Regions from separate parts of the Astyanax mexicanus genome. Here region 1 is linked to region 2. A link is a contact called in public Hi-C data. All regions are on one chromosome and are shown on one strand. The core of a region is the stretch at or near the end of the contact, and the rest is flanking DNA. Distances in the headings are between cores, read along the strand shown.

What was found. Hi-C and Micro-C count contacts between places; a contact is called where the count stands out from the background.
Region 1: a Hi-C map of muscle shows a contact between it and region 2, with 18 times the contacts expected there. The contact joins two enhancer-like sites. A contact is called at or near these places in 2 of 3 Hi-C or Micro-C datasets (both in muscle).

The regions. Positions count from the first base shown.
Region 1 is chr2:8,986,169-8,992,355 of AstMex3_surface, forward strand. It overlaps tspan11 (tetraspanin 11), which reads right to left. Exons shown (of 9, transcript XM_022671208.2): 9 at 3,890-6,187. Among protein-coding and RNA genes, the nearest start is that of tspan11, 34 kb to the right of the region's middle. Within about 2 kb of position 2,398, the one cell type or tissue checked has an H3K27ac peak away from gene starts, as active enhancers do.
Region 2 is chr2:8,772,419-8,778,878 of AstMex3_surface, forward strand. It overlaps sema3aa (sema domain, immunoglobulin domain (Ig), short basic domain, secreted, (semaphorin) 3Aa), which reads right to left. Exons shown (of 17, transcript XM_007252404.4): 17 at 3,207-5,435. The coding sequence ends at 4,713. Among protein-coding and RNA genes, the nearest start is that of pcloa, 21 kb to the left of the region's middle. Within about 2 kb of position 1,418, the one cell type or tissue checked has an H3K27ac peak away from gene starts, as active enhancers do.

The DNA.
Region 1 (6,187 bases), core at 1,148-3,647, 210 kb after region 2:
AGGGAATATACTGCTGAATAACTAAGATAATTGGCCTAGTTAAATTGGAGAAAGTTAGAAAAAATGGGGAAAACATATATATATATATATATATATTACTTTTATTTATCTATTTAACAGTCCTTCTTTGACACTTTTTTACTTGCTTTCTGTTCCATACTCCATTTACTCTTCTTCTTTAACGTTATCTCAAGACATATAACAGTAGTTCTGAATGGCACTTTATCATCACACAGAATTGAGTTACAGTGATTTACTGCCCACAGCCAGGGGGCATTATGTGTTTCTCGATGGGCATTGAAAGCTTACACTCATGTTGTTGGCAGTAGGATACTTTTCATTGGAGATTTTTTTACAAGCTGTATATACATCTGTTCTCCTGTATTAGCAAAGGGTTCACTGATTCAGTGACTGGATAAAGTAATTAGAAATAGTGTGTGGACACTGTGCCATGATCTGTATCTCCACAAAACACGAGTCCACAGGGCCTGAAGGAGAACTGGGACTGAGAGAACAAAGCAGTACATTACAGTAGAGTTTCATCAGGAGAAAAAAATAGCCTCTCCTAGCCAAGCACTAACTAGACAAATGAACCCATGAGTAAACCAATAAATCATTAAAAGTCACGAGAGTAGCTGAAGCAAACACTGTAGTGCTGCACTAACATAAGATATCCCTGGATCAGTGGGTTTCCTTAAGAGAAAATCAACACCTAACTGCTAAAACCCAAAATAAACACACTCTCCAGAATTATCTGAGATTCAGCACTATGGGTTCTTCAGTTTAAGCTGTTTTATCAAGACTTCAATACTCTAGTCCAGACAATTAGTGTCAAACAGTGTCTGGAAAGTCTTAGTGCTTTTCTTTATTCAAAGTTTATTACTTTATTTACTTTATTTAAAATATTTATTACTATCAAAAACTAAATGTGAAAAAAATATTATTTACATCATTTAAACACAGCAGCTGTTCTTTACAGTGTGTCAAAATATTAAGATTATTAATAGACCAATAGAATAACACTTCAGAGACTTAAAATAAAAATAAATTTTCTTCACATCTGATGAAAGTTACATTGTAATGTTTTTGAGTGTTCCTTTAAAGTAATGAAACACACCAGTCTTGCTTTAATTTTTTATTATCATTTCGTAACCTTTAAAAAAAACACTTTTATTGTGGTAATTTTTGCCTCTGCAGCTCCCTCTAGGGATCAACTGTGCTATCGTTTTTATTTTGTGTGCTTTGGTACATACACACAATATCACAATATGCAGATCAATCAGTCAACCAATAATGCCGCCCTCTTCCTGCTGACGTCCAACCATCTGCTTCTCACTGCTATCAGAGAGACACTGGTGCTGATGATGCAGCTCAGCCAATCGGGTCTCCCTCCTGCCCTGCTTCTAAACCCATACATCACCCAGTTTCCCCGCAAACTATCCCCCCATTTTTTCTTTTTTGCCTTTTTCAAATTTGAGCTGAAGGTGGAGTCAGCTAAAATCATGGGGTTTTAGTGGCAGTTTAAATGTAGAGGTTGAAATCTACTGTGCTGCTGCGCATTGGCTATACAGTGAGCTTCTAATATGTTTAAGATGAGATGTTTCTGTTTGATCTAATCAAATCTCTACAGCAATTTAGTAATTTCAACATTTAGTAAAAAGCCTGAAAGTAAATGTGTCACAACATCTTGATCAAAGGCTACAGTGATTTATGCTCAAGCTGATTCTTTTCCACAGATTAGTGGCGGATAAGAAAGGAAGTAAACAAGCTGTAACGAAATCCAGAGCAGTTTCCTCACAAGAGTAATGGCTGTCTTAATCAACTTTGACTAAATCTGCTTGTTACCATCATTTAATACAATTACAGCACCTAATCCAGTGGTACTGCGCAATACTCTAAACTTGGGGTCAGTTCAGAACACAGAACAGGACTTAATGTTTGGAAGATGTCCTGAAAAGACAATAAAGTTCTGTTCTGGAAAGCTAACATCTGGTGTATTGGAGCTCTCAGTGGGCCAGCATGGTTCTGACATGTATCCACACGCTGAGAGTAACACATCAGCAAAAGCCTTTTCCGTTAATAAACTTCTACGCAAAAGTAATGGTCATTTTAATACACTGTGACAAACTGTGCAGTTTTGCTCAAGTTAATCCAATTAAACAAACTAATCCAGTGCTTTTGCACAATGCAGTGTATTTCAGCTCAGTTGAGCGTGCATTCAGTGTTTAGTCCACATCTTGCGAAGGCCTGGGTGGAAAGGCAACATCTGGCGCACTTGATCTCTCGGTGGGCCTGCGTGGTTCTGACACATGTCCACATGCTGACAGTAACACAGGGGCAGATTTATGCAGCCGTGATGACGGGTCGAGGCTCTGGGCCTTCTGACATGCGAAGCTTTTGCTACCTCAAAGCCAATCTCCTCCACGCTTTGATCCCCATCCTAAATCTGTCAGGCACATTTACTGCAGAGGATAATGCAGCCTGAAAGAGTCAGGGTCAGGGGTCCCGGGGTCCACGCCAGAGGAGCCTGTTCACTTATGCTTTCTGCTTCTAAGTGCTGCGGTTTGATCTATAGCTTATATGACAGTATATTAATGTATTCTTAAGAGAAAAAAAAGAACACATACTGCTGATTAAAAAAATATTTTATTTCCATGCTGCAAAAGAGGTAGAATAAATTTGAGACCATTGGTACATTAATGCATTTTAACTCATGAGATCAACCAGTGATGTCTGGCTTTTATCTCCCAGTGTTATAAATCAAGAACAACTGAGGCAGATCTGGTTTCTATCACCCAAATCATAGAAACATTTGTAATATTTTATATTTGCTAGTTTCACTAGAACTTTAAGTCTTGCAAAATAGCTTATGTAACCCAAACACAAAAGTGTAGGTGATAAACACTAATAATAAAAAAAAAACATATTTACATTCTGAAATCTTTTAAGCGTTTTAAAAAAATTCTGCAGGACACTTCTGCTGTCTGTCCACTCTTTTTCCACTTCATAATTTCATATTAATAACAGGAATAAACCAAAAAATTACATGCTAAAAAAAATAGACAAATAAAGTTTGGAGGATACTAAGTGTTTGATTTGTATACAGAAAATATTGATTTAAAAAATTTGTTCAGGGAAATGTATTTTTATTCATTATATTTTGACAGTTTTACTTTAAATTTTTAAATTATTTTCTATTATTACAATTAGGATTTTCAGCAACATTTCTTATTTCTTAAAAATAATATTTTTTTAATTGGTGATGCAAACTTACACCAATATTTTATGGAAAAAAAATAAATAAAGAAGATTGTATGCAGTTTGTTGTGTACCCAGATCCTCTCGTACAGCAGTCAGTTTCTCATCTGCTTTCACTCATGAGCAGCACTCTGCAACATCTCCACACCCCAACAGGTCTTTTTATGCAGGCCATGTTAATGCAATACCCTGCTCTGTAAATGTGCTTCAGCACGAGAGGCAGTTCACTGCATACACCCACACACGTGTATGAATCACACTCCAATCCCCTTAACACACACACACACACACACACACACACATACACGAATCACACTGCTCTTATACAGCCTCATTTTACACTTCTACCTTGTAGAATGTGTGGCACCTTTATGTTCAGTTCCCTGGTCAGCTGAAAAAAACACTTACACTTCTGTTAAATAGGCCTGCCTTTGCATACCAGCTCAATTTTAATCAAATACCTAAAAGAAATGTTAATTATACTCAGTTTGATGGTTAATATGATGAAATTTGGCCTTCCATTAAGCAGTACATAGAATCTGCAGATTAATGTGTGTTTGTCTCCACCTGTTGGTCAAGATCTATCAATGCACCTTTAAACAGCACAAAAAGAACAATGGGAAGAGTCATATAGCTTTAGATAGTCCATATATTTTTGCAAAACATACATTTCACTTTCAGTATAAAAAGTAAGGTCTCACATACATGTATTACATCCACTTACAGTACATGCCATTGCTGTATCTGCATATACAAAGCCTAAAATCCTCTCCACTGAAGCACACACATTAGTCTTAAGGCATTTAGGCAACAAACAGATGGGTCAGTATCAGTATAACATGCCTTTTGTGTCTGTTGCAATAGTTAAAAGTACTTTTTCATACATATTTAATAAAAAAAAAAACAAGAAAGAAAACATGGTGACATGTTTGTCACATTTGTGACCCCACTGGCCACATACTGATGTATGTGTAAAAGATGTGTAAAGATCTTTACAGCACATTCTCAGTCATTTTAACTCATTTATAAGTGACACATACTAAACATCCTTGACCCCATTTCTAGAATTTATTAGTGCTGGAAATAAAACTAGCACCTTTAAAAGTGTAGTTTTTGGTTCTACAGCTCTGTTTTAACTATTTAACCATTCAGATGCTTTAAAATTAAAGGTTTTAATGTTCAACTGAACTAGTTCCAACCTGACTTCTAGAACAAAATGTTAAAATATAAGTTATATAATTGTTTTGTTATTTTTGTTACATCAAGTGGTTAAATGGCAACTTGTATAGAAAGAGTTTTGAAGATATTTTTAATAAATTAGATCATTATTTATTATTTAAATAACTATTTTACAGCCTAACCTTTTACAACAGTGATATCACAAACTTTATACTGGTTTACTTCTAAGGGACTGAAGACACTTGCTGCTAAATGTTCAGCAATTAATAATATTTATTTCCACCTAATATTCATTATATTGGCTTAAGCCACCCTGCCATGGTAAAAAAGCAGGGTAATGAAAATTATTTTAGAAAATTATAATGCATTTTTAATTTTTAACAAAACAGACAACCTTACCATGAAACAAGTCCAATATTTTCTTGAAATCAGCATTTTTTGCTAAATTAAAAATAAAGAAATAGAAAGTGAGCTTAAACAGTGATTAAGTTGGTAAAATATAATTTTAGTGTAGTCTAAACAAGGATACATCTTTTCTTTTAAAGTTATGAGACACCAAAAGGCACTATATTCTGAATATGACCCAGATGTAGTACACACACACATCCAGGGCAGGTAATTTTAAATGCAAGAAAAATAGATGTCCACTTTATATAATGCATATGCTATTAGTACTCAGCTGGTATAAATTCTAAACATGATGCAGTGTAGCTCTACGTTGTAAATTGTAATCCACTGTTCCATTTACATCAGATTACACAGTACAGCAGAGGCTACACTGATCTCCTGGCTGTCTGGGCATGCTTCAGGTAAGTGCAGTTCATTCATCATAAAAGAAATATGGTGGCAAAAACGTCAAGAACTGAACTGAGAAAAAATTTGAGTTGACAAGTCGTACAGAAAGTAATTTGCATCCTCGGGTTTATATTTACTCCTTATCAAGGCTTCTATGTGGGATTGAGTAGTGCAATTTAACACCGAGTGCACAGAGGTTTCACATATGTTCACATCCACACCTTCACAGCTCTAACAGCTCTGATGATATTAAAGGCAGTGGTCCATTAAAGGCCTCGTTTTTTTTTCTGTATTACACACAACAGCTCAGAGACCTGACCTGAAAACTTTGGAATACAATGAAGGTGTATTAATAGAAGACATAATGAAGAACACCATAGACTGTGACATTATAAAACCAGTAATAGACTTAAAAGAATAGTGTCCCAAAACAGGTTTAAAAGAAGGTGTACCATCTTGTGTCATTGTGAAAGCACCCAGTGAGAAAAAGACCACTTTATGGCTGCCACAAGTGTGCATAAAGAACAGTAGTATTCACTTATTATAGATATAGTTTGGCAACGTGGTCAAAACATGTTTGGCATCTAAAGTTTGCTTCTGTAGTTTTGCATTGGAGCTAAAGCTAATGCAGCTAATAAGTAATGGAAGTAGCTAATATAGTGACAACTACCAAACTGCAAGATTAAATAAATCACTTATAACAACGGCCAAATCCCATTTCAACCCCTGGCCCTACCACCACTAAGCCCTATTCCTCTGTTTTGGGCGTGCACACCTAGGAGTAGGGAGTCTGGATTCTTGTTAGGCTGGAAGGGTAGGTCAGGGCTACATCACCCACGCAGCCAAAATAAAGGGATATGAGAATCACTGGCAAGATGGCACTGGCACAAGCGACCAAAGAAACCCACAAATGTAATTATTTTCCTTGTTAAAAATGATGATAACCACTATATTA
Region 2 (6,460 bases), core at 168-2,667:
TTTGGTAGATTTTTTTCCCCTTGCTGTAACAGCTTATTGGAAATACAACTTATACCAATGGAAAACCTGTTAATTTCCCTTTTAAATAGGGCCACAGTGTTTAAGCAACATGCATCTGTGAGTTGAGAAGCAGAGCTACCCAGTATGTGGGTTGTGCACATGAAAAAATGTGCCATTTCTCCTCTTGTATTGACACAGTTTCAGGCTTTTAAAACTCCTAGATTCTGCCAATCAAGTGTCTGATTGGCAGCACCTGTGCGCGTGGGGCCTGCTACAGTTGTCAGTAAGTGTTTTCATGGTTTCACGTTCCTAACAAATGTGGCTCAGTTTTCCAGCGATATAAGATTTATTGGCAAGAACGTTGTCACAAAAAAATATTCAACCAAACACAAATTTCCTTACTTTTTGTGCTGTTTATATGTTTGTTATATGTAGGCCTGTAGCATTTAAGAAATTTAAAGCCTCAATCTCTGATCAGATCTTGTTGCAGTGTTCTGAGTGCTGTCACTGGTTATTAAAGGGTACAGTCTACCATCTAGTGTTTAAACAGAGGAACTGCAAAATTACATTCATTGTCCCCATTACTAATACAAACTCTTAAATTAGTAGGTTAGAGATTTAATGAGAAGTAATTAGAGTAATGGCAGTTTTAATATACGTTTGTAAAAAAGAACTGTCGACCACATTAATCATAAATCAGCCATAGTTTCACACTTAAACAAGTCAAGCTAGTTGAAATAGTTGACAAGTTCAGCACTTGACCAGTATAGGTTTTTGCTTTAGTTTGATGCTTTAGCTAATCAGCTTGAGGCTAAACAGCCAGCATAACAAATCCAACATGCTGGTCACAAACTAGCTATGGTATGTTTTTAGTGGACAGCTTTTTAACCACCTTTGACATCAAAGATCATTCCCAAATAAATAATACATTTTCTATAGTCATGTTAATCCATTAAATTTCACATTTTCTTTTCCATAAGGCTAAGCTAATAACAATGGATAGTTAAATGTGTATATATATATATATAATAAAAATATTTGTCACAACAGTGTTCTGTGATTTAATCATGTTTTAAATGCTGGTACTTCCCTGTATTTTCAGAGGGGGAATGGTGTATTCTGGCAGACAAGATCCTTTTTCACTTTATAATGTTATCTCTGAGCAGTTTGGTGTTTTTTTAATGAGAACATTGTAATGTGCTAAGTTTAACCGAGAGCTTTAATAAGGGAAATAAATGCTACAATCTATAGTTTAGCTCAATATTCCACCTTTAACCACTTAGAAAGAGAAAAAAGGACATCGTGTGTGTGTGTGTAAGTGAGAGCTTGAACATGAATAAAAAGTAAGGTGTCACCAGGCGGGCGGCACGGTGGTACTTCCGCCTCATGGGTTTAATCCCCGGCTGGGAATGTGGAGTGAGTTTCCCCGTGTCTGCGTGGGTTTCCTGCGGATTGATTGAAATTGCCCCCTAGGTGTGAGTGTGTGAGTGATTGTGTCTGTGTGTTTTTCTGTGTCTGTCTACCCTGCGATGGACTGGCGTCCTGTCTAGGGTGTACCCCTGTCTGCCTTCCGCCCGATGCCGGCTGGGATAGGATAAAGCGGTAGTGAGTGAGTGTGAGCGTCACCAGGCTGTGTAAACATTGTAATTAATTAATGTTTAAAAAGTTCCAGTCACATGACTTAAAATTTGATCCACTATTTTATTGTACTACTTTTATGTACATCTAAGCTGATTCATATGTATAGTTTGAAAATAAAATAACTTAAAAAAAAAAAACTCTTGCCCCCATAAACCCAGATTTCTACCTAAGAAAAAAAGCTCAAATGTGCCACATGATGGCGCCAAAAGACCATGAAAAAAAAGAATGATCTCATGCTCCCTGAATCACTCTTACAATTCCAGACCCATGAATCCTGACATTGTCATCTTGGAATATACCCGCTTTTTGTTTGGCTGCTCGACCAGTCATTCCAAATCAAGCTGTGGTTATAGCCAAGCTAGCGTTAGCAATGAGTTCTATTTTTGTTTTAGAGGTTTTTGTCTGCGATCTACTGGAAATCTGAGCTAAAATTGTGTATTGTGTGTATTGTAGCCTTTAGCAATAACTATTGACATTGTTTACAGCTAATTTTATAAGTTATCAGACACACAGAGCTGCATATGGATGAGTGTCAGGGCCTTTCCACAGGTAGGCCTCACTCACTGTGCTTCATAAACTGCACAAGAAACCAAAGCACTTGCAAATATAAAAGGACAACCCTAGAGTGGTAGAGGAAATATTTATTTAGACAACCGAATGCATGCCAGAAACACCCATTGACAGTTATATGAGCTCCCAACTCCCTCCTTTCCTCCTGTCTCCAGCCCAACATGGAACAGGCCTGCAGCAGGAGGTGGTGGGAGTGCCATCTGATGGACACAGCTTTGTATTGCATTGAAACATCATACATTTGAGGAGGGTGGGGTGGGGGATATTTGTACAAAAGATTACAGTTTTATAATACGCAAAAAAGGGGGGCGGACATATTTATCTTGGTATAAGTAAAACAAAATAAAAAATATTCACATCTCTTTTGCTCAGGGCAAGGGAGTGACCTCACACAAAACACAGACAATAAAGAAGATGCACTAAGAATGCACATGCAGTATGTACTCGGTGGCTCCTCGGTGTGACTTCTTTTTTCACCGAACACACTTTCTTACAGGAGATTCAGACACAGTTTATGATGGGGGCATTCATCTTTACAGGTTAGACATACTCGAGTTTTATCCAATATTCATACTGTATTTGTTCCATTTGATGAATGTGTGATACAGAGACAAGGCAATGATCTATAGACAGATTCGTTTGGGGGCATTACAGAGAGAAAAATACTAAAGGAAACAGACTAAATTGTAAACTTTGTAATTTTCAGAGAGGGCACCCAGCTGGCCACCAACCTACACCAATATTGCAACAGTCAAAGATGCAGAATTGTGATGACAGCTGACGTTGATATTTGCCAAGCCACCATCGAACATTGATGTGTTATATATATTAAGAGGTATAGCGACCAAAACCCCAAACCAAACATCTGCAATTTTTTATCATTATTAGATGCTGATATTTTGTTGGTTTCAGATCATGGTGTTAAGTAACCCAAATTTACTACTGGTTTTTGATTGTTCTGTGACTTGTGAATTTTTCAACATCTGTTCAACGTTGTTTTTTTTTTTTTTACATTAACCTGTTTTTTATTTTCAGCTAAATTCCCAAATTCTCCAAATGTCAAAATATCATCTGGTGCCAGCTGGGCAAAAATGGGGGAGACATTTCAGGATTCAACTTATAGTGTGTAGTTTGAGCTGCAACGCTCAACTCTATGTAAAATGTTAAAAACTAAAAATAAAAGGAAAAAAAAAAATATTGGTCCATCTATGTGCATCACCACATTCAGTCACTTTTGTTTTACATATGACCTCAAAACACCATAATATCATAATATCAAAAATAACTGTAACCCTTTAAAGAAAATCAGCAATAAATAGTCAAGTGGTGTCTGGCTGTATATATTTACACTCTATATTTCAGCCTAACCTACAACATAGACTGTAAGAGCACATTTGTATGAGGCAAAAAAGAGCATAAAAATAAGTTAAAATAAAAACAGTCAAGGTATGGCAATATCTGAACACAGCACCTTTTCATTGTTTCAGAAGATGCAGCAGTTGGCACGAGACATGTTCATTTTTATTCCATCGTTATTTGCAATAAAATCAGAATTGATTTGTCAGATCTGTTATAAAGAACCCCTGTGATTTTTAAACCTCGATAGAATCTCATTTAGAATAGTTTAGCTATGTGACTGACTGGAGAAAGCTTATGTAGCCTATTCAATTAAACGACATGCACAACATATTTGATCTATGTCCTCTGGAGAGCATTCTCCTCCTGTTTCAGTGTCTTAGTCCATTTGGGTCACTTGTTAATAATGAATATACAGCAATTCATTAGGCTAATGTTTTTTTTTAAGATGAATCCATGGTGTTCATGGTTTTGCAGTTATTTTCCATACAGTGACCACTATAATACTCCTATAATACAGTTCATATGAATCAGAGTGACCAGACTCCAGTTTTCATCATTTGTTATCTTTTTCCTTTATCTTTCAGGCTGGAAACCAGTCCACTTAAGAGGGTGATGTCTGATTTTGAACCATGGCATGGCAATGACTGAATGGCACAGTTCTCCAAGAAGAAGAAGGAGTCTATGAATTCCATGGAAGGTTTTTAACCTTGTCCCAGTAGTCTGGAAATGGTGATCCCACTTCGCTTACTCCAAGGTGAAAGTGTCCAATCCTATGGGTTACCACACTGTCATGCCCTTTAGCATCAGAATGTGTTATGTGTTGGCAGAAAGGCGAGTGTATCAGTCATTGTGTACACTCTGTGAGCTGTGAGGTGTTCTTGATGTTACGTTACTGTAATTGTGCTTTTTTCTGGTAAACCAGTGACATAAAGTTCAAAACTAGTCCATATCTTCTAGGTCTGCTCTTTTAAGTTTTTTATTTCTGTTTTTATCTGTTCAGTTTTTGTGCTTTTGTGTGAATGTTTGCAACATGTACACATGTATATGAAGGCTGTTCTGAGTGAACTGAGCTGATGTCTGCTTGTTTAGGATTGCAAATGGATGGGTCTGATGTTAGCTAGTTCGTTTGGGCACCTGTAGCTTCACACACTGCGAGGTGGTCTCTGTTGCTCGTGGGTGCGGCGGTTGCGTCCCCTCTTGTTCTCCTGGAGTTGTTTCCACTTGGCAGTGTTGGGAGGCGTTCTTCGGGCTGGTGGTCCGCCTCTCTTCCCCTGACTCTGGGTTACTTGAGTGCTCTGGACCTTGGGGCTGACCGGACTCGGCCTGGGGCTCTGGTTGTCTGTGCTTGTGGTACTCTGCAGGATTTGGCTCCTCTGTGTTCCAGCTGTCTTGGGCAGAAATGGGCCACCGGGACCGTTAGTCGCTTTAGGGCCGCTCGACGCTCTCTGGTCGTTTTGATTCTGGCTTGAACTCTGCAACCCCTGGCTGGTGGGCTGGGCAGATTTCTGAGCCTGTTTGAACCCTGGTCCAGCTTTTGGGGCTTTTTTGCCACGCTGCTTGCGTTCCTTTCTCCAGACTTGCTCGCAGAACTCGTCCACGCTGTGCAGATCCGGATGCTCCAGGAGGCTCAGGAAATCGCGGTACCACACTTTATGTTTGGGGACGGGCTCACGGTCGACGGCGCCTGTGCGCAGTAGCAGCTCTCCCACTCGTTGAGACGGGATGACCTGCAGGGTGAGGCGCAGCAGCGGCTGGATGAAGCCATGCTCTACTGCGTGGCAGTGGTACACACCGGTGTCAGACTGCGTCAGGCTGCGGATCAGTAGACCTCGCTCTGTGTGACCCACTCTATCATCCAGCTTTATCTGAAAGAAAGAGAGATAGAGAGAAAGAGATGTGCTGAAAGTCTTGGATACAGTGACATTGAACACAGTATGGAATTTATTTTAATTAAAGTGACAATCCCTAGGTTTTAAAAGTACTTTAATAATGTGCAATATACTTTTAAAGCAGGTGAATCTGGTGATTTTACCAAGGAGTCTGTTGCACTTTTTTACCTCACGGGCTTTTCTCAGTTCTTATACTGTTTTTTGTTTAATGACACACAAATGCTTACATGAAGTCTGCTGTTCAAAAATTAACTCTTCTATCAGCAGTAATATCGGCACGACAGTTGGTCAAAATAAACACCCAAATATATTTGGCATTGTAGTAATTATCGCAAAAGCAGATTGATGGGAAATATTAGGATGTTTTGTCCCCTTTCCAAACAGAAACACTACTTTTTACTGCCTTTTTAACTGACTTTAATTTAATATGTCATATATACATTATCATTATCTTTAAGAGCAACACATCTGTATGATTCTGTATCTATTTAGTCTTAGAACTACATAAGAATTCAGTGTATAATTTTTTCACACTGTAAGGTGCACTGAATTATAAGGGACACAATCAATAAACATCTATTTTATGGTCTATTTTCAAACATACTGTAAATCGCACTGGATTATAAGGCGCATTGTAGAAGACACTATAAGTAGTTCTAATTCAGCAGGTCTGCTGGGTGGTGTTGGGGGGTAGCTAACTAAGTTAAGTGAAGCTAAGCTAAGTAAACAAAACTGTAATAAAAAATCCTTTCTTTTAAAGTCAAACGAGCGCTGGATGTTAATCTACACAGATTTCTCTCCTGAAAACTGTTTATTTGGGTGAGTAAAGCGCTTCTGTTTATTTATGGTAAGCTTTAGATTCCCAGATTTCTCTAGCACAGGAGCAGGCAGGAGCAGGAGCATTAGCATTAGCGGCTAACCGCTCCAGCAGTGCTAGCCGGGGTTATTTCCCTCTGAACGGGGAAATAGCTGTTAGCGGCTAATGCTAATGCTTCTTCAAT